Regions from separate parts of the Sus scrofa genome. Here regions 2, 3, 4, 5 and 6 are each linked to region 1. A link is a contact called in public HiChIP or PLAC-seq and promoter capture Hi-C data. All regions are on one chromosome and are shown on one strand. Each heading gives the region's core, a stretch centred on a gene start, on an enhancer-like site or on the middle of the called end of the contact. The rest is flanking DNA. Distances are from core to core; before and after follow the strand shown. Region 1 holds the start of STAT6 (signal transducer and activator of transcription 6, interleukin-4 induced). Region 2 holds the start of NACA (nascent polypeptide-associated complex subunit alpha). Region 3 holds the start of R3HDM2 (R3H domain-containing protein 2). Region 4 holds the start of PTGES3 (prostaglandin E synthase 3). Region 5 holds the start of PRIM1 (primase (DNA) subunit 1). Region 6 holds the start of ATP5B (ATP synthase subunit beta, mitochondrial).

Region 1 (3,025 bases), core at 58-2,557:
GGCTGGTTGCCACCTGTTCCACATGAACCCAAGTGGAAGGAGCTGGGCTTTGGGAATCTGTTCAGACACCAGGGGGCAGCATAGGCCTGGCTTTGGCCCCTGAGCCCAGCCCTGTTTGGGGAGAAAGGAGGGGAGTAGAAACCACCTCCCATCTTCCACCGCCCCTCAGAGACCACCCTTTGCCCACACCACTTCTCAGGTTTAGGGGCCTGAATAGCTCTCGGAGTCCCTTGGCCTTCTCCAGCTCCTCCTCCAGCAAAAGCTGCAGAAACCATCCACTAGTTATGATGATGACTCAGAAGCTGAGCAAGCCTTGTGTGTGAGTGTGTGTCCCCTTGTGACTGCATGTGGCTCTGAGTGCAGACATGTCTTCGAGACTGCCTGCACGTGTGTGTAAGTATGTGTGCGTGTTGGGGGGGGGAATCTTGTGGCCAGGGAAATTGTGTATGTGTGTTTGTTTCTGGGTGTGTCTCAGTGTTTACCCCAGAAACAGTTGGGAACTTTGCCAAGGCTGCACAGCAGATTCATATTCAAACTTGACCCTTGGGAATCAGGCAGCAACTCCAGCTTTTGCTGGCTCCCACCTGGGTCTGAGAATAGTCCCCTGTGAAGAGGGGGCAGAGATGACTTTCAGTCCGAGGACCCCTGGAGTCCTCCAGCATTCTGAGCTTCTGGGTCCCCTCCCCCACACGCTCCCGTCAGCGGTCACGAGACCTCTAAGGCGGTCCCCACCTAGAAGGGAGGGGAACCTAGGAGTTCCGGACGGAGTAGACTGGAGCTCCTTGCCTGCTTTCAGGGTCCTCCACTGGAGGGAGCGCAGAGCCCTGAGGGGTTTCGTCTTCCAGAGGCCCCGGGGGGAGCCCAGTCCCTGGTGAGCCCAAACTCCAGCCCCTGCGAAAGTTTTGAGTATGAGAGAGGCAGTATGTCTCTACTTGACATTAGGTGACTTTCTAGAGAAAAGTTTATTGCTTTTATGGGGGACAGGGTAAATGGGGATCAACCTCCCTTCCAGCCAGGCCCCAGGGCCCCCCAAATCCCAGTCCTGGCTCCCCTCACCCCATGCTCCCCTCCCCGGGACAGGAGGCAGATACGCTCACCCCACTTTCTTCCTCTTCCTCCTCCAGCCCACTTTCTCTTCTCTGTGTCGTCAGAGGTCCAGGGAGGGACCTGGGTAGTCGGAGAAGCCGGAAACAGCGGGCTGGGGCAGCCACTGCTTACACTGAAGAGGAGGACGGGAGAGGATTTTGTGTGTGTGTGTGTGTGTGTGTGTGTGTATGTGTGACTGTGTGTGTGTGCGTGTTTTCTTTTTAGTGGTGCTGGAGGGAGGGTGCTAGCAGGGCCAGCCCTGAACCCGCTGGACAGAGCTACAGACCCATGGGGCCTGGCAGTGCCCGCTGAGAGAGGGAGAAGACAGCAGAGGGGTTGCCAAGGTGAGGGGATACCTCCAGGAGGGGGGGTTGGGGGGCATCTGACTATGAGTGTGTGGGGGGTGGGGGAGGGCCTCTCAGAATCCTCCCTGGGCAGAGTGGATGGTCCCCAAGAAATTGTTTCAGCTGGGGCTGGTCGCTGGTGGTACTGAGTTTTGGCAGTTTCGAAATATCAGAGGAATCTGGGCTGGGTACAGGCCTAGCACTTCCCCCCTCAACCCCTCCATGCCGTGGTTCACTTTTTCCAGCCCCTCCCTCACCCCCACCCCCACCCCCGCGTCCCTGCACCTACAGGGACGCGCAAAGGCAGGGAAAGGAGGGAAAGGAGGTGTCCCTCTGCCGTCTGCGGTGGGGGAAAGTGGCTGCCCCTCCCTGGTAGGCTGATGCCTGGGCGTAGTGGGTCTTGACAAACCCCTACCAGGCCCCCCCATAAAGGTTCCCGTTCAAGGGTGTGGCTAGGGGGTGAGCGAGCCCCAGATGTAGACCTCATGGTGCCCCAGAGGAGGGGGAATTTCCCCCTCAAAACTGCTCCACGCTGGTCCCGGCGCGTCACGGAGTTAACCCTCCTCGTGCTGACCTGGCTCCGCCTCCCCGCATCCCTCCCCGCCCCCACCTCCACATACACACATTGGGCAACTCGGAGAAACTCTTTTGACTTTTGATCCTGTGGTCCCACGGTCAGAGGGCTCAGGAATGTCGGAGTTGAGCTGAGGTTTAGGCCACGAAGCCGGGCTGATGAAGATCCTGGACGTGGGGCTTCCCTTCCCTATTGGGAAGGCAACACTGGCCCCGCCCCCTCACGCCGGGGCTCCTCCCTCCCTGCGGCTGTTCAGCGGGGCTTAGAGCAGAAGGCGTCTCTGGCCTGGCAGGCCAATGGACACGGCCTTGTTATTGTGTGTGGGCGGTGGGTGTGGGTGGGGGAAAATCTAGCCCCTTGCAGTCTGGGGATGGAGGGGGGGAAGATTTGAAGCCAGAGCCGGGACAGGAAGCTGGCCACTCAACAAGAGGATGTAGAGGAAAGGTGGGGCTGCCTATGGCTTAGGGGTCATCTCAGTCCCCAGTAGGGTAGGGGTAGAGGGTCAAAGGTCTGAACACCTTGAGAAACGAGAGAGGAAGGGACAAGAAAGGAATGGAGTCCTCCCTTGGGTTGAAACACCAACCGAAAGGCGCCCCACCCCAAGGCGGGCGTAGAGAAAACTCTATTAGAGGACCCTGAGCAGGATGGGGGAGGATTCTGCCTTTGGGAGAAAAGAGCTCACGGGGAGAGGGCCTGCGGGGAGGGACTGGAGTGTCTAGAAAAGGGGCCCCTCTGTTCTCCATCCTTTTGCAAGAACTGGGAGAGGGGAGAGGCTAAAAGTACAGCCGGAGGACTTGGGGTTACTGGGTTGGGGGAGACCCAGGGAGTTTCCATCCCCATCCTTTCTATCATCTCTGAGAAGAGGGACATTTTGAGAAACATGAACTGAGAGACCCCTGGGAAACCACTGGTTTACCCACTCCTCCCTGCAGCCCACCCAGAAATGGGGAGGCAATCCTTTTCCCTACTCCCCCATCTCCTTTCCTCTTGCCCCTTTTCTTCTCCCCCTTTTCTAGCCTCT
Region 2 (2,916 bases), core at 73-2,572, 360 kb after region 1:
ACACTGCAAATCAACTATGCTGTAATAAAAATAAAATTCATATTCATATCCACAACATCGCTTCTCCTATTTGAAGAAAATGTCAGAATTTTTCATTCCTGATAAACTCCTCTTTTTCATTTAATCCTAATTCATTAACCCTAAGCCTCAGTTTATTATGGCAAAATACCAGAAAATTTAAAGTAGTTTTCAGTACATTTAAGTGCTCTGCTTATCTTAAAAGGCAGCCAAAATTGTCTTAAAGCCAGTAGCTCAAGTAGCGTTGGCTGATTTAGTAATTGTTGCGTCCTTTTGGAGAAAGGATATTGGAATCAATACCCTAGCCTTTTCATTTACAAAACACTTGTTACAATCTACCTTTCAAAACTCCTACTTTTGGAGTTCCCGTCGTGGTGCAGTGGTTAACAAATCTGACTAGGAACCATGAGGTTGAGGGTTCGATCCCTGGCCTCGCTCAGTGGGTTAAAGATCCAGCGTCGCCGTGAGCTGTGGTGTAGGTCGCAGACGCGGCTCGGATCCTGCGTTGTTGTGGCTCTGGTGTAGGCTGGCAGCTACAGCTCCGATTCGACCCCTAGCCTGGGAACCTCCATATGCCGCAGGAGCGGCCCAAGAAATGGCAAAAAGACAAAAACAAAAACAAACTCCTACTTTTGGGAGTTCCCTTAGTGGCGCAGCGAAAACGAATCCAACTTGGAACCATGAGGTTGCGGGTTCAATCCCTGGCCTCCCTCAGTGGGTTAGGATCCGGCGTTGCCATGAGCTGTGGTGTAGGTCGCAGATGCGGCTCTGATCTGGTGTTGTGGCCGCGGTGTAGGCCAGCAGTTACAGCTCTGATTAGACCCCTAGCCTGGGAACCTCCATATGCTGTGGGTGTGGCTCTAAAAAGACCAAAAAAAAAAACAAACAAAAAAAAAAAAACTTACTTTGTAAAGTGTGGGGTCCTGAGCCTCTAGAACAGATGTGTTTCAAGATAAAGTGTCCAAAATAGAGGCAAAAAGAATTGTATGTGTGCCTATGCTCGTTTTTTGTGAGGGGAATTTATGCCTTGATAATTTCAGTCTAAATTATATACTCCAAAAATAAGACAATCGAGGGTTAACCTAAGTCTCAGCTACCTTCCAGTGGTGTGAACAATCTCTGTGGCATTGGAATATTATTTAATACCTCACGTTTTCCTACATTCCTTCCTGAGAAAAGGAAGTCAGTAGTAACACCGCAGTGGGCTACATTGCCAACAGGAAAGCAAAGGTTGTTTCTCACACAGTTGCCCTTCGCGTATCAAAAATCCCTCGACCTGGGGGACAGGAAGGTGTCGGCTATCTAAGGACTACACGGCTCGGAGCAGAGTTCCTGCCAGGCCAGCGCGTCGCGTTCTGAATTCTTACCCTTATTTAGACCTTGTCACCACCCTTCCCGGGGAACAGCCGGACGGCTCACTGGTAGGAAGTGACTACAGGCAGCTCCTGACCCGGAATCGGATCCTGGCCCCGCCCCCTCCGCCAGGCTTCCTTCTGCAACAGGCGTGGGTCACGCTCTCGCTCGCTCTCTTTCTGCCGCCATCTTGGTTCCGCGTTCCCCGCACAGTAAGTGCTGTCTTCGCCACTACTTTTATCCGCAGCCATCCGCCTTTCTTGCTGGCTGAGCCGTCCCGAGGACTATCAGCTAAGGCGAACTGGAGGTTTTATGGGGCCACCGGGTTCCTACTCTGCCCTGGGCAGTGTGGCCTTGGGGCCCCCGGACAAAATGGGGTCTGCTGTTTATATCCTGGCAGTAGGGCAGAAAGGCCGTGAGCCGGGAGTCCAGGGCTGGGTAAATGGGAGCCATTGCGGCTGTGGGGATGGAAGTGGGGTGCGTCTGCTGTTGGAAACGGCTTCACGAGGACCCAGAGGAGGTTGAGGGGTCATAGCGTTGGAACATTCCCCCCCAACACACACACACCCTTCTTTAGTGTGACAAGTGAATATTGGGACTGAGGTCACCTTTCCTCTCCTGGTTCCCGAAAGTCGGGCAGACGGGAGTCCTGGAGGTCGTGACCCAGGAGAGGGGGTGAGGAGGGAGAGGTGGTTCAGTATAGCGTCTTCCGTCTCCCATGCTAGGGAGCCTGACGGGGATTCTCTCCCTCGGATTGAGAATGCAGCGATGATTGCTGCTCTGTAGGATTTGGAGTGTTGAATGAAACAAATTCCTGGGTACTGAGAAATCCGCTTTGTGGGAGTGAAAAAGCGATAATAGAAGGTGATTCTCTTCATCAGAGGATTACGTCGTATTTCTCACCAGTGTGGGGAGGGTTCTCCCGAACACCCGTCTTATGCAAAATTTTAAAGAGTATTTGACTGGGTTGGGCAGCAGAACGGATCCGAGTCAATTCAGGCCTCCTTTTTATTCCCTTCCTTCAGAAATGCCCGGTGAAGCCACAGAAACCGTTCCTGCTACAGAGCAGGAGTTGCCACAGCCCCAGGCTGAGACAGGTAGGTTCCCCTAGATCCTTGTTAATTAAGATTGACCCTAAAACCATTTGGTGGTAACATGACGAAGACAATACACTTCAGTCTTTTAGTGTTAACTCTATTAAAGACGGGGAGCACCTGATAGTGAATGTCTTGAAGGGACTTCCTTAGGGAGTGGAATAAAGTATATTTGAGATTCAAGAGTATTAAAAGCTCCCTGGCCTGCTTTGTATATTATGGCACCTACCTCAAAGGGAGTTGTGCTATGGAACCCTCCCCCCACATAGGAAAACGGAGCAGGGAAGAGGCTCAGTGATCCTTACTTATTGAAACTAGGTGACCCACTGGCAGGCCAAGGAGACTTGAGCTTTTGTGAAGTTCCAGCCACCAAGTTGCATCAAGGTTTTAGATGGCAGTGCTTGGCATTGTGCCATCATCACATGTTTGGATGAGATGTGTGCTGGTGGTA
Region 3 (2,793 bases), core at 105-2,604, 290 kb before region 1:
TCAGAGCTGTTGCCGCCGGCCTACACCACAGCCACAGCAACGCCAGATCCAAGCCACATCTGCAATCTGCACCACAGTTCACGGCAACGCCAGATCCTTAACCCACTGAGTGAGGCCAAGGATCGAACCCACAACCTCATGGTTCCTAGTCAGATTTGTTCCTACTGCACCACAACGGGAACTCCCCTCTGGTTACATTTCTAATGGTGTAGTGATTAAGAGCAGGCTCCGAAGATACTGCCTCAGTTCAATATTTGGGACTTTGCTGCCTCAGGGTTCCATGTCTTATGAGTATAACAACAATACATTGTTTTTGAGGATTAAACTGAAATAATAGATGTAGAATGCCACATATTCTAGATATATACACCCATATCTATTACAAATATTAGCTATTATTTCTTCCTGGCCATCACTGCTCCCTGACTCCAACTTGAAAATCTGGAACTTGCTGAACCTTGAAGGAAAGGAGAACTTATCTCTATGACTTTGCTGGAATCTCCATTCTTGCCTATCTGATAAACTCCTACTTAAAGCCTTCAAGGAGAGGTGAAATTTCACCTGTAGTTTCTCTGTGACTTAATCTCTCTTACGTCTAAGAACTAGTTGCTTCTTGTGTTTCCACAGCACATTGTAGCTCTTTTATTGTACTATACTTTTTTTTTCTGCCTCCTGCAGTTCTTGTCACATAGTAAATATTTAATGATCGAATTCTATCAATGTAAGACTACAACGCTTCTTTGAGGGAATCTGTCAATAAATGACACAAACGCATGTAATCAATAAGTAAACTGATTCTGCCTGGAACGGACAAAATGGGGCAAGTTGCAAATTTAAGATGACCCAAAAAAAGAACTTTATGTTAGGGGATGCTGGTGAATAAGTTATTTTAAATTGAATGGACTTAAACCTGATTTAATTTTTACACCTAGAAAAAAGCTGACATTTCCCTACATTATTTTTATTCACTTATACTGCAAATATTTACAGCATATATGCTGTTTTCAGCGCAGGACTTACTGTCCTAAGTGAAAGGCTATTTTGAAAGTGCTCTGGAAACTTAAATTAGAGTTATTAGCATTATGCTTAAATAGAGGGTGAACAGGACAGGCTTGACGGGTTTCAGGTGGACCGAGGATTGCCGTGGATCTGGATCAGTGGCTGGGCACATAAGCAACGCGAGGAAACGACAAACTGAGCGCATACGCAGGGGGAGAGTGAGGGCTGGGTGGGCGGGAGGAAGCAGGGGGCGTCTGCAGGCGCTGAGAAGCAGACAGGACGCAGGGACACGCGGAGCGCCGGACGCGGTGACGACTACGTTGAACGTGGTGACGTAGCGCGCAGGCCGCAGCGGGGGGCGGACTCTGGGCCTTTCTTCCCCTTCTGATTTTCCCCCTCCCCCCTTTTCTCCCTTTCCGGGTTTGGTTCCCCCTTTTCTCCCCCTCTCCCCCCTCCTTCCCAAGCCCCTTTCCCCTCCCCCGCCCCAGTCCCCCCTGCTCCCCCGCCCTGAGCCCTGGGGAAACCCCCGCGGAGAAGAGCCCGCCCCCAGAAGCGCGCCGCCGCCGGCCGTCGGGGCCGAGCTGCAGCCGAGCGGCCGTGGGCCCGGGCGGCGGGCGGAGACGCGGGCGCCCTCCCCGCTACGGCCCGCGTGAGGTGAGGCCACCTCCCGGCCTAGGGGGCGGGCGGCGCGGGCGGCCCGTGGGGAGGGGGCGTGGCGGCCTTGCGGGCGGCTAGGCGGGCGGAGGCCCCTGGGCTTGGGTTCCCCGCGTTGGCGCTGCCGGGACCCGGGGCGGGGGTCAGGGCCTGAGCCTTTCGGGAAGGATTGCCTTGAGGCCAGAGATACCCCGAATGTGCTCGGAGAGCGCAGGCGAGAAGCGAGGGGCGCGGGGCGGAGGGCGGGGACAGGTGCCACCTGTGGCCTGTACGGTGGGACCTAAAAACTGTTGCGCCTTGTGGTGCTCAGGGGTGACTAGCTCCATGTGTTTCTTGGGTCTCCGCGTTTTTTCGAGCCTTGGGAAAATGGGAGGGGAAGGTGTTGGTGTGTTTCAAATCATGCAGGTGTCCGAGTTTATTGCAGGGCAGAGATTTGAGTTGGAACGTGCAGGAAGATGTTTCAGGAGCTTAAAAGTGGGCCTATGCTAAGCTCGTAACTAACTCTTGAGGCTCTGAAAACTCTTTCTTAATTTCGGTTTGCTATAGAGCCAAAAATGTCAACATTTGTGATCTAATAGCTCCATAGCATATTTATTCCCTCAAAGCGTTCTTGGATAATGTGAGAAATGACCGAATAACAGCCCCAGAGGTTCATGAAACCAGAGAGGTGTGGGAAATTTTAAATTTAGATCTTAGTTGGATGAATGTCCTTGTATATGTTATTTTCAAATGGGCTTAACTAATATTGAGAAGCCCGAGTCTTAGTGTTGGTGGGGAACATGGAGACTGGGGAGGAGGGAGGTGACCCGTTCTACTTCGGGAATGTCACAGATTCCTAGTAGTTTTATCGTATTTTTGTATAGTCAGATTGGCACCTGAATCAGTTGTTTATGGCTACTTTTTCTTCCTAGTGCTTTTTTTCCGCCCTCTCGTTTTCATTCTACTATATTATCTTTTTTTGTCCTTTTGTTGAGTCTGAAGCATCAAAACTAAAACGGCGTAAATAGTGATAGGAAGTGGAAGTAGTCAATTCAGTTCACTTTGATTTGTATTTTTCTCCCCCTGTTGCAGTTCTCCACGTGGTTGAGAGAATAGAGAACCTTTCTTGAAGGTCTGATGAACTGTCAGCAGAAGTTTAAT
Region 4 (3,193 bases), core at 330-2,829, 400 kb after region 1:
CTGAGACACAGGTTCAATCCCTGGCTCAGCACAATGGGTTAAGGATCTGGCGTTGCTGCAGCTGTAGCCTAGATAGCAACAGAAGTTCAGATCTGATCCCTGGCCAGGGAACTCCATATACCTCAGAGAGGCCAAAAAAGGGGGGAAAAAAAAACCTGACAAATTGTTTCTTTGTTCCTTTTTATTAGTTTTTGAAATAGGCCTAGGAATTTCTCTCTCAGGAAACTGTTAAGATTAAATTTGTCTGGCGTTCCCACTGTGGATCTGTCATTAAGGATCTGTCATTGCCACAACTCTGGTGTAGGTTCCAGCTGCGGCTCAGATTTGATCCCTGGCCTGGGAACTTCCATATGCCGGAGTGCAGCCCCCCCCAAAAAAAATTAAAGTTGTGAAATGAATCTAATACCAAGTACTTTCTTTCTGCCAATTCAGGTGGCAGACTTCTCTCCCCAAAACCCTAACCATACATGTTTGAATCTAGATTTTGCTCCCTACTGGATACAGAACTTTTTGATGAATTTGAAAAAGAGATCTGATACAGTTAGCTCCCATCAGCTAATGGATGAGATTAAAGGCATGGATAAAACCAGATTACAAGTTATCTGTGAAACTTCTGAGGAGCCACTTCCAGAGCTACACTAACATGAAATCCTTTGAAATATATCCAATGGGAGTAGTAAATAAACTATAAATTATGATGCAATGGATTTGAATTTTCAGAAATTTCTTGTGTGAAAGGCAGTTTTTCTCACAGCACTTGATAGGGGAAATTGCCAGTTTTTTCAGGTTGCAGACTTTTAAATGCCTATCTTCAATTCAGTTCCATTTTCAGTTCATCTTATGTTGTTGCCAAATTAATCTTTTTAGAACACAAATGTTACTCCCATTCAAAAAAACTTCAATAGCTTCCCACTGTCATAGAAATAAGTCAAAAACAATTAGCCTGATAATTAGTGCCACCATTATTTATGACCTACCTTCCCTCTACACTCTGGATTACCTAGGTCAGAGATTGGTAAACTTTCTGCAACCACTAATCTTTGCATGGCCTTCAAGAATGATTTTTACATTTTTAAAGGGTTGAAAAAGAAAATCAGAGTTCCCATAGTGGCTCAGCAGAAACGAACCTGTCTAGTATCCATGAGGAAGCAGGTTCTATCCCTGGCCTCACTCAGTGGGTTAAGGATCTGGCGTTACTATGGCTGTGCTGTAGGCCGGGCAGCTGCAGCTCAGATTTCAACCTCTAGTCTGGGAACCTCCATATGCCGCGGGAGCAGCCCTAAAAAGAGGCTACCAGTGGAATTGGAGTTGTAGCTGCTGGCCTTCACCACACCACTGCAACTTGGGGTCTGAGCCTTGTCTGCAACCTACACCCCAGCTGACCGCAAAGCTGGATCCTTAACCCACTGAGCAAGGTCAAGGATCAAACTCGCATCCACATGGATCCTAATCCAGTTCGTTTCTGCTGAGCCAGGAAAGGAACTCCAGACTCAAACATCTTGATGTATTTTGTTTTCCGAAATAAGCAGTAGGCTCCTTAGAATGACAGTATTTTTTTTTTTTTTTTTTTTAAAGGGCTACGTGGGCAGTATATGGAAGCTGCCAGGCTAGGGGTCAAATCAGAGCTGTAGTTGCTGGCCTACCCACAGCCACAGCAAGGCCAGATCTGAGCCGCAATCTGCAACCTACACCACAGCTGATGGCAGCTCCCCACCCTTAACCCACTGAGGCTAAGGATCGAACCCGCATCCTCATGGATAATCCAGTTTGTTATTGCTGAGCCACAATGGAACTCCAGAATCACAGTATTTGAGAGCTGGGGTTTAACTTTCTTTAACAGGATTGGAGCCTAGGGTCCAATGTCTGTAGTTCCCAACACCTGCCTTGCATAGCATAGACACTAATTAATGCTGCATATGAAGCTTCCAAACACTCTCCAAAATGTCTTACGGCACTTTCCTTAAACCTCCTCTGTGTCCTAACAAGCAGCGTATTGATGTATTTCTCCCTTACTTCCCGGCTAAGCGATTTCTAGAGTGGACAAGTTACCATTTTGATTCTCTTGGTTAGTAACACCCATTAGCACCTAACCAGGTAACAGCTGAAAAAAGATGAGGTTTCCCCCCTCCCCTACAGGATCAGCCTGGAGACTCCAAGTGTCCTGGTCTCTCCATTCCCGCAAACTTAGACTCATTTAATAACTTTCCTCTCGCATCAAAGCAGGTGCGAATGCCGGTCAGCCAAAGACCTCGAATTTCCGCGGCCCCTGGACAGGTTCTCCACCCCTCAGAAAGACGGCGAGGAGGACCCAGGCCTGTGACTCAGGTTAGCCCTTTCCCTCAAATATCACCAGCGGAGGCTTTGCCCATCTTTTTGCCGTAGACTGTTTTCTCAGTGAGCCGATGTACTCCCTCAAGTAACCGATCCCCTATTTCACTTTTCAAGCCTCCAGACTCTGCGTCCATCCGCCTCGGCCTTCCTCCCTCGGTTAACGCGACAGTTTCTCGGGGAGATCGCCCAAGGCGCGTGGCAGGGCGGTTAGGCGACCAACGGTTTCCACCGCGAGGAGGGGGGAGCGGGCAAAGCGGCGGGAACCAGTCGAGCCGGAGGCAGCCGACGTGGGGCGGGGCCAGCCCCGGGAAGGATCGCGAAGGAGCTGGGAAGCCCCGCCCTTTCCGTAGATATCTCTAGAAAGCCGCGCAGGAGCCCGAAAACAAAGAGTGCGCACGCGCGGCGGCTGGGCCCGGGCATTTTGCTGCGTCACCAGCCGCCGCCCGGCCTCACCACCCCTCGCTCGCACGCACGCACGTTCATTCTCCGTTCTCGCGCCCCTTTTCCTACACTTTCCTTTTCTCCCCGACCGGAGGAGTCGCTCTGCCCGCGCGGTGCATTCTGGGAACCCAGGTCTAGCCCGCCGCGCCGCCGCCGTCGCTTGAGGGAAAAGCGAAAAGAGGCCGCAATCGGGGAGAGGACGCCAGAGTCGCCACCGGAGAGGAGTCGACTGCCTACCAGCTGCCGCCGGAGAGGCCCGCCCACCCGTTCGCCCGTCCCCTTGCCCCGTTCACGATGTGAGTGCGACACGCCACCCAGGGAAGGTCGCCCTGGAGGGAGGCCGAGGCCGCGCGGGGGGGTGCCGGGAAGCCATCCCTTCCCCTCCCCCGCTTTCGGCTCCCTCGGCTTTTTCCCCCTCGGT
Region 5 (2,850 bases), core at 265-2,764, 330 kb after region 1:
CAACCCCTAGCCTGGGAACCTCCATGTGCCGCGGGAGTGGCCCAAGAAATAGCAACAACAACAACAACAAAGACCAAAAAGACCAAAAAAAAAGACAAAAAAAAAAAAAAAAAAAAAAAGCCTATTAAAAAGTGTGGTTCCACAAAAGAGAACTCTACAGGGCACTCTTGGTGCTATTAGAGTGAATCCCTTTCCAGCAAGGGATTCACCCAAAACAGGAAGCACAGGGATTGTGAAAATCAGCTAAGATTTATATAGTATTTCTAGGAATACTCAAGTAAGTATGATCTGCCCAGTGCCTAGTTTGACCACTTTGCCTATGCAAGATGAAGGGCCATGATCACTTTCAAATTAGGCTAATAATAACCCACTAGAGAGCAGAGAATACTCTCCTTGCTTTCCTACTATTATTGTGAAAATAATGGTTTTCAAATGACACAGCACTGGGGTGATTATCAGACTGCCCACCTCAGTCCACATTTGTAATGAAATGTATCTACCTGGTAAGACTGACTGGCAGATGTGCATGTCAAGAGTAAACAGGCTTCTTTCAAATTTGTAAAGCACTCCATGATTTTGCAAGCTTCCTCTGATTTTAGTATTCCTGGGTGTTCTGTTTAAGCGACAATGTAGAAACAAACGATGACCAGACCATATAAAAAAACAGAACTCTGACCCACAACCTCTCCAATGCCTACCTAGGAAACCAACCCCCTTATCTATATAATAAATAGCCCAAGAAGTCAGGCTGCTTTAAGTCAGACTTGTAGGAAATCAAACTAAAGTCTCTAGTGATATTCCAGGAAGCCAAATACCCTACATAACAATCCATCCAACATAGCCAGTACTTGATTAATAACTGACAGCTTCCCTAATTTTTGTCCCCACTCTCAATTTAGGACCAACCGCAGAAAGCCAAATATGCACCCCTAACCTATCACATAGGTCACATAGGATACCCCGCTCTGAGGTAGCCCACAGACAGCTTCCCCATAACAAATAGCTTTGCATTAGAAAAAGAGTGAAACCTGCCCCCCCAAAGCTTTCTCCCCTCCTCTGCCTGCGTTTGAGCCTTTGCCAAAATGTAATGTGATGTGGCTGACTCTATACATGGCAAGCTCTTGAATGAATAGCTTTTGCTTTTCTTATTTGGTTGGTCATCATTTATTTCCACATACTGGACCTAGTTATTCTATGAAGAACCAATTTCCAAACCCTCTTTAAAAAGATACTGGTTAACATTGTTTAAATGTGTTGTTTCTAAAACAGTCATAAAGTTAGCAGATAACATCTTTTTCACTTCATCTTAATAACCTTAATATGTTCCATGGCTCACCTTTCCGCAGATCTCCCTGCAATGAGCACGGCTTCCTTCTACCCACCAGAGAAGTGGACCTACATGTTAAATCTGTGAGTGAAGACCGTAGTAGCGCTCCCACACCCAAGCCAACCTCCAAAAGAGAACTACAATTCCCAACAGCCCCTGCAGATGGCTGGCCGCTGCCACTACGCGCCTGCGCAGTTGCGGAAGCTCGACTGTGCGGTTCCCGCCAATTCTCGTGCTAATCCTGCCTGGGTTGAGTTCTGCGTTTCATGGAGACGTTTGACCCTACCGAGCTGCCCGAGCTGCTTAAGCTTTATTACCGGAGGCTCTTTCCCTACGCCCAGTACTATCGCTGGCTGAACTATGGCGGAGGTGATGAAGGCGGGAGCGGGGTGGGAAATGGCTCGGGGTGGGGGGGGAGTGTGAGGAGGTTCTGGGAGGGTACCTTGGAATGACAATATGAAGTGCCTTCCATGTTCCAGGCCTTGTGTCGGGCGCCTTTGTGCGTTGCCTTGAGCCCTCCCCACCACTGCCGAGGTGTAAATGGGCCTAGAGTGGGATGTAATGACCAGTCTACACCACGCACTGAAAGACAGAGCCTTTGCTCCTCCCACTTTGTGTTTGAACTCACTTTCGTTGCAGCGTTTACCTGCTCTGATGCAGTGTTAATCTTCTCGGTTCCTGAGCGAAGGTGGCGGAGGTGGCGGGGAGCAAGGGAGTCCACTGGGTTGTAGCAAGAAGCTGCAGAGACATAATCTGCATCAGGGACAGACGGGCATCTCCTGAAAGAGGAGAGGTACTTAACTCTTCCCAGCTGAATTTGAGTGCCCACCTAGGAAAGAGAGGTGGTACTACATGAAAATATTTCTGCATCTTTTTCCTCATTTTTACCTTTCCCTATTAAATGCAGGATGGTGAACTCCTTCAAATTAGGGACTAGTTCTTGGTTTTGGTTTTTGTTTTAATGTAGCACAGTGTTGAGTACAGAGGGTTCGTGAAAGATATCTTCTTGTTGGTTAATGTTTTAATACTCTGAACTGGATAAAATACCATACTAACTTTTAAAATGTATGTTCATTTTGCAGTGGTAAAGAATTACTTTCAACACCGTGAATTTTCATTCACGTTGAAAGATGACATTTACATTCGCTACCAATCTTTCAACAACCAGAGTGAGCTGGAAAAGGAGATGCAGAAAATGAATCCATACAAGATTGATATAGGCGCGGTATATTCCCACAGAGTAAGAAATCAGTTTTTTATGTAGTTTATTGTTTTTTTAAACCAAGAATGGATTGGTGCCCCTAGCGTTTTGAGATACATTTTTAGAGTTTATTCTAATTAAGGAGCCACACTTTAACAGTTTTTGCAAGTAGATTGTAGTGAAAATAAAATTTGTTCTTTGATGGGAGTTCCCGTTGTGGCGCAGCAGAAATGAATCCGACTAGGAATCATGAAGTTGCAGGTTTGATCCCTGGCCTTGCTCTGCAGGTTAAGGATCTGGCGCTGCCATGAGCTGTGGTGTA
Region 6 (3,005 bases), core at 78-2,577, 430 kb after region 1:
CGGGTTCATTACCGCTGACCCACAGCAGGAACTCTTAAACGAAAGGATCTTAGCACTAAGTCAAAAGGCACTGTTCTGAATGCTTCTTTTATATTTTAATGTACTTAATTTTTGAGACAACGTGAAATTATCCTAATTTTATTTTGTCTTTTGTCTTTTTAGGGCCGAACCTGTGACATATGGAGGTTCCCAGGCTAGGGGTCTAATCAGAGCTGGGTTTGTTTGTTTTAGTTTTTTGTCTTTTTGCCTTTTCTAGGGCTGCTCCTGTGGCATATGGAGGTTCCAAGGCTAGAGGTCTAATCAGAGCTGTAGCCACCGGCCTATGCCAGAGCCACAGCAACGCAGGATCCAAGCTGCATCTGTGACTTACAACACAGCTCACGGCAACGCCAGATCCTTAACCCAATGGGCGAGGCCAGGGATCAAACCCTCAACCTCATGGTTCCTAGTCAGGTTGGTTACCGCTGAGCCGCCACAGGTACTCCTTATTGCATTTTTTGTTCAAATGTTTTTCCTTTTTTTTCTTTTCCTTTTTTTTTTTTTTTTTTGTCTTTTCTTGGGCCGCTCCCGCGGCATATGGAGGTTCTCAGGCTAGGGGTCTAATCGGAGCTGTAGCCGCCAGCCTACGCCAGAGCCACAGCAACGCGGGTTCCAAGCCGCGTCTGCAACCTACACCACAGGTCACTGCAACGCCGGATCCTTAACCCACTGAGTGAGGCCAGGGATCAAACCCTCAACCTCATGGTTCCTAGTCGGATTCATTTCCGCTGCGCCACGACGGGAAGTTCCTCCAAATGTTTTTCTTTAAAAGTGAAATCCTAAGTCTTATCTTTGCCTTCTGAATGTCTAGCATATATTTTTTATACGACTGGTTACATTAATTTCATTGTAGCCTTAATTCTGTCCAGATTCCTCAACTGCTGAGTTGTCTGAAAGCTTCCAATGTCACTACTGCAAATAAAAACTGTGTTTGACTCCTGCGTTAGCCAAGGTCATTGTTTGTGGTGCTTTACGACGCTACCACTTCCCTAACCTTGCGGGAGGCTGTCACCTAGCTCAAGGTCCTATCTAAGGAGAGAGCCCAAGGACAGCCAAAGACAGCCCACGTGCTTCCTCACAGGAACTCGGCCCCTTCCCCAAACGCAGTTCCGCCAAGTAATCTTTCCAACTGACATACCTGTTGTCCAATTGCATTTGGAGGCTCTGAGGGTTGCACTCAACCGGACACTGTCCAATAAAAAAAAGGAATTCAGATTAGCACCAATTTTGGCCAATGATTGAGATGAAGAGAGATTATTAGCCTATAGGAGCGATGCTGAGAGTGATAAGCAGCAAGATGATCCAACGGACGTGCCTACTGCAGAGTAGGCCCCGCCCCCAACTGCGGGGAGTTGGCGGCCAGACTGCTGCAGCGCTCAGTCTCTACCCGGGCTCCGCCATGTTGGGCTTTGTGGGTCGTGTGGCCTCTGCCTCGGCCTCTGGGGCCTTGCGGGGACTCAGCCCTTCAGCGCCGCTACCCCAAGCCCAGCTCTTACTGCGGGCCGCTCCGGCAGCGCTCCAGCCTGGTAAGTGCCTTGCATTCGGAGCTGGTTTCGTTTCTGTCGCCTCATGACCTTGAGCTGGGGGTGGGGGGGAGATAGACTCTCGGGCCTAAGGGTCTGTGGTGCAAGAAAACGCCCGATCCCCTGCCTTGTCCTCTAAACTGCAGGAGAACAAAAATGATATAGTTCAGTCACATTTTGGAAGAGGGGCGTTGTGTGAACGAAAAGTGCAGGCAGGTGCATTGACCTTCCGGTGCAGTGCGGACACCGACCTCTCAAATAATGAGATTTTGTGCATGAGAATGGCAAGATGGTGCAGGCACTTTCTCTGTTCTAGCGGGGCCCTCCCTTTAGACCCGCCTTCCGTGTAAACGGAAGGAGGCCGGGCCTGGGCTCAATTCACCAGTCCTTCTGACCTTTAACTGTCCTGACCCTATCATCTTCCAATATCTTTTTTTTTTTTTTCTGTTAGCCAGAGACTATGCCACTCAACCATCTCCATCGCCAAAGGCAGGCGCCGCCACTGGGCGAATCGTGGCAGTCATTGGTGCAGTGGTGGATGTCCAGTTTGATGAAGGACTGCCACCCATCCTAAATGCCCTGGAAGTGCAAGGCAGGGAGACCAGGCTGGTTTTGGAGGTGGCCCAGCATTTGGGTAAGTACAACATGTTAAGAATAATGAAGGTCTTCGATGCAATTATCCCAAAAAACCAGGCTGTCTTCCTTCTGTGATGATTTTATCAAGATGACTTTCGTTCTTCTGAGTTTCCTGAAGCCACATTTAGATACTGAGAAGGAGTCTTGGTTGACTTAGGTGTTTGATGCCAGCTGTTTTTCATTAAATATGAAGTCAATTTGTCTTTATGTATAATCTTGCAATGTCTGTCTGACAGGTGAGAGTACTGTAAGGACCATTGCCATGGATGGTACAGAAGGCCTGGTTAGAGGCCAGAAAGTCCTAGATTCTGGTGCACCAATCAAAATTCCTGTTGGGCCTGAGACCTTGGGCAGAATCATGAATGTCATTGGAGAACCTATTGATGAGAGAGGTCCCATCAAAACCAAACAGTAAGTATCCCTCTTGTTCCATCTGCACACAAAGAAACTGCTTTTCCTAGCAGTTCTGTACATCAAGTGACACCCTCTAGTACAGTGGAATTTTCTTGCAGAGAATACACAGTCAGTGCAGTTTCTTCTGAAGAAAATTAAGGTTGTAGAAATTCTGATTGTAAAAGAAAAGTGAAAAAAAAAAACAAACCCAAACTGCTACTTGGGGGGCAAGTTGATCATTTCAGTTCATTTTAATATCAGTGGCATTTATTTCATATTGGCATATGAAGAAGTGGTGTTAGGTTAGGACTGTGTAAAAGGAAAGCCTTATGACTATTAAAGTTGATAGGGAATGGGATTATTGCTTCCTGAGATAATGAAATCCCCTTTATTGCAGAATGTTGGGCTAATTTG

What was found. Promoter capture Hi-C pulls out the DNA fragments that hold promoters and counts their contacts. HiChIP or PLAC-seq counts read pairs in DNA pulled down with a chosen protein or histone mark.
Region 2: a promoter capture Hi-C map of liver shows a contact between it and region 1, with 12 times the contacts expected there. The contact joins the promoter of NACA here to the promoter of STAT6 in region 1. A contact is called at or near these places in 2 of 5 promoter capture datasets (fetal liver and liver) and 1 of 2 datasets of contacts at active chromatin or transcription factors (alveolar macrophages).
Region 3: an H3K27ac HiChIP or PLAC-seq map of alveolar macrophages shows a contact between it and region 1. The contact joins the promoter of R3HDM2 here to the promoter of STAT6 in region 1. A contact is called at or near these places in 1 of 47 Hi-C or Micro-C datasets (embryonic fibroblasts) and 1 of 2 datasets of contacts at active chromatin or transcription factors (alveolar macrophages).
Region 4: a contact with region 1 is called in a promoter capture Hi-C map of fetal liver, with 2.5 times the contacts expected there. The contact joins the promoter of PTGES3 here to the promoter of STAT6 in region 1. A contact is called at or near these places in 1 of 5 promoter capture datasets (fetal liver) and 1 of 2 datasets of contacts at active chromatin or transcription factors (alveolar macrophages).
Region 5: a contact with region 1 is called in a promoter capture Hi-C map of liver, with 8 times the contacts expected there. The contact joins the promoter of PRIM1 here to the promoter of STAT6 in region 1. A contact is called at or near these places in 1 of 5 promoter capture datasets (liver) and 2 of 47 Hi-C or Micro-C datasets (epiblast stem cells and liver).
Region 6: a contact with region 1 is called in a promoter capture Hi-C map of liver, with 4 times the contacts expected there. The contact joins the promoter of ATP5B here to the promoter of STAT6 in region 1. A contact is called at or near these places in 2 of 5 promoter capture datasets (fetal liver and liver), 2 of 47 Hi-C or Micro-C datasets (both in liver) and 1 of 2 datasets of contacts at active chromatin or transcription factors (alveolar macrophages).

What each region holds. Positions count from the first base shown.
Region 1 is chr5:22,419,730-22,422,754 of Sscrofa11.1, reverse strand. STAT6 (signal transducer and activator of transcription 6, interleukin-4 induced) reads left to right here and starts at 1,307. Exons shown (of 22, transcript NM_001197306.1): 1 at 1,307-1,430.
Region 2 is chr5:22,056,502-22,059,417 of Sscrofa11.1, reverse strand. NACA (nascent polypeptide-associated complex subunit alpha) reads left to right here and starts at 1,322. Exons shown (of 9, transcript XR_002343981.1): 1 at 1,322-1,583; 2 at 2,371-2,468.
Region 3 is chr5:22,712,811-22,715,603 of Sscrofa11.1, reverse strand. It overlaps R3HDM2 (R3H domain-containing protein 2), which reads left to right and starts at 1,354. Exons shown (of 25, transcript XM_021091859.1): 1 at 1,354-1,653.
Region 4 is chr5:22,021,216-22,024,408 of Sscrofa11.1, reverse strand. It overlaps PTGES3 (prostaglandin E synthase 3), which reads left to right and starts at 1,579. Exons shown (of 8, transcript XR_002344304.1): 1 at 1,579-3,193.
Region 5 is chr5:22,088,105-22,090,954 of Sscrofa11.1, reverse strand. PRIM1 (primase (DNA) subunit 1) reads left to right here and starts at 1,514. Exons shown (of 13, transcript NM_001243669.1): 1 at 1,514-1,696; 2 at 2,410-2,567. The coding sequence starts at 1,594. It overlaps LOC100620470 (17-beta-hydroxysteroid dehydrogenase type 6), which reads right to left and starts at 1,459. Exons shown (of 6, transcript XM_003355459.4): 1 at 1,337-1,459.
Region 6 is chr5:21,990,715-21,993,719 of Sscrofa11.1, reverse strand. It overlaps ATP5B (ATP synthase subunit beta, mitochondrial), which reads left to right and starts at 1,327. Exons shown (of 10, transcript XM_001929410.5): 1 at 1,327-1,565; 2 at 2,014-2,196; 3 at 2,435-2,609. The coding sequence starts at 1,337.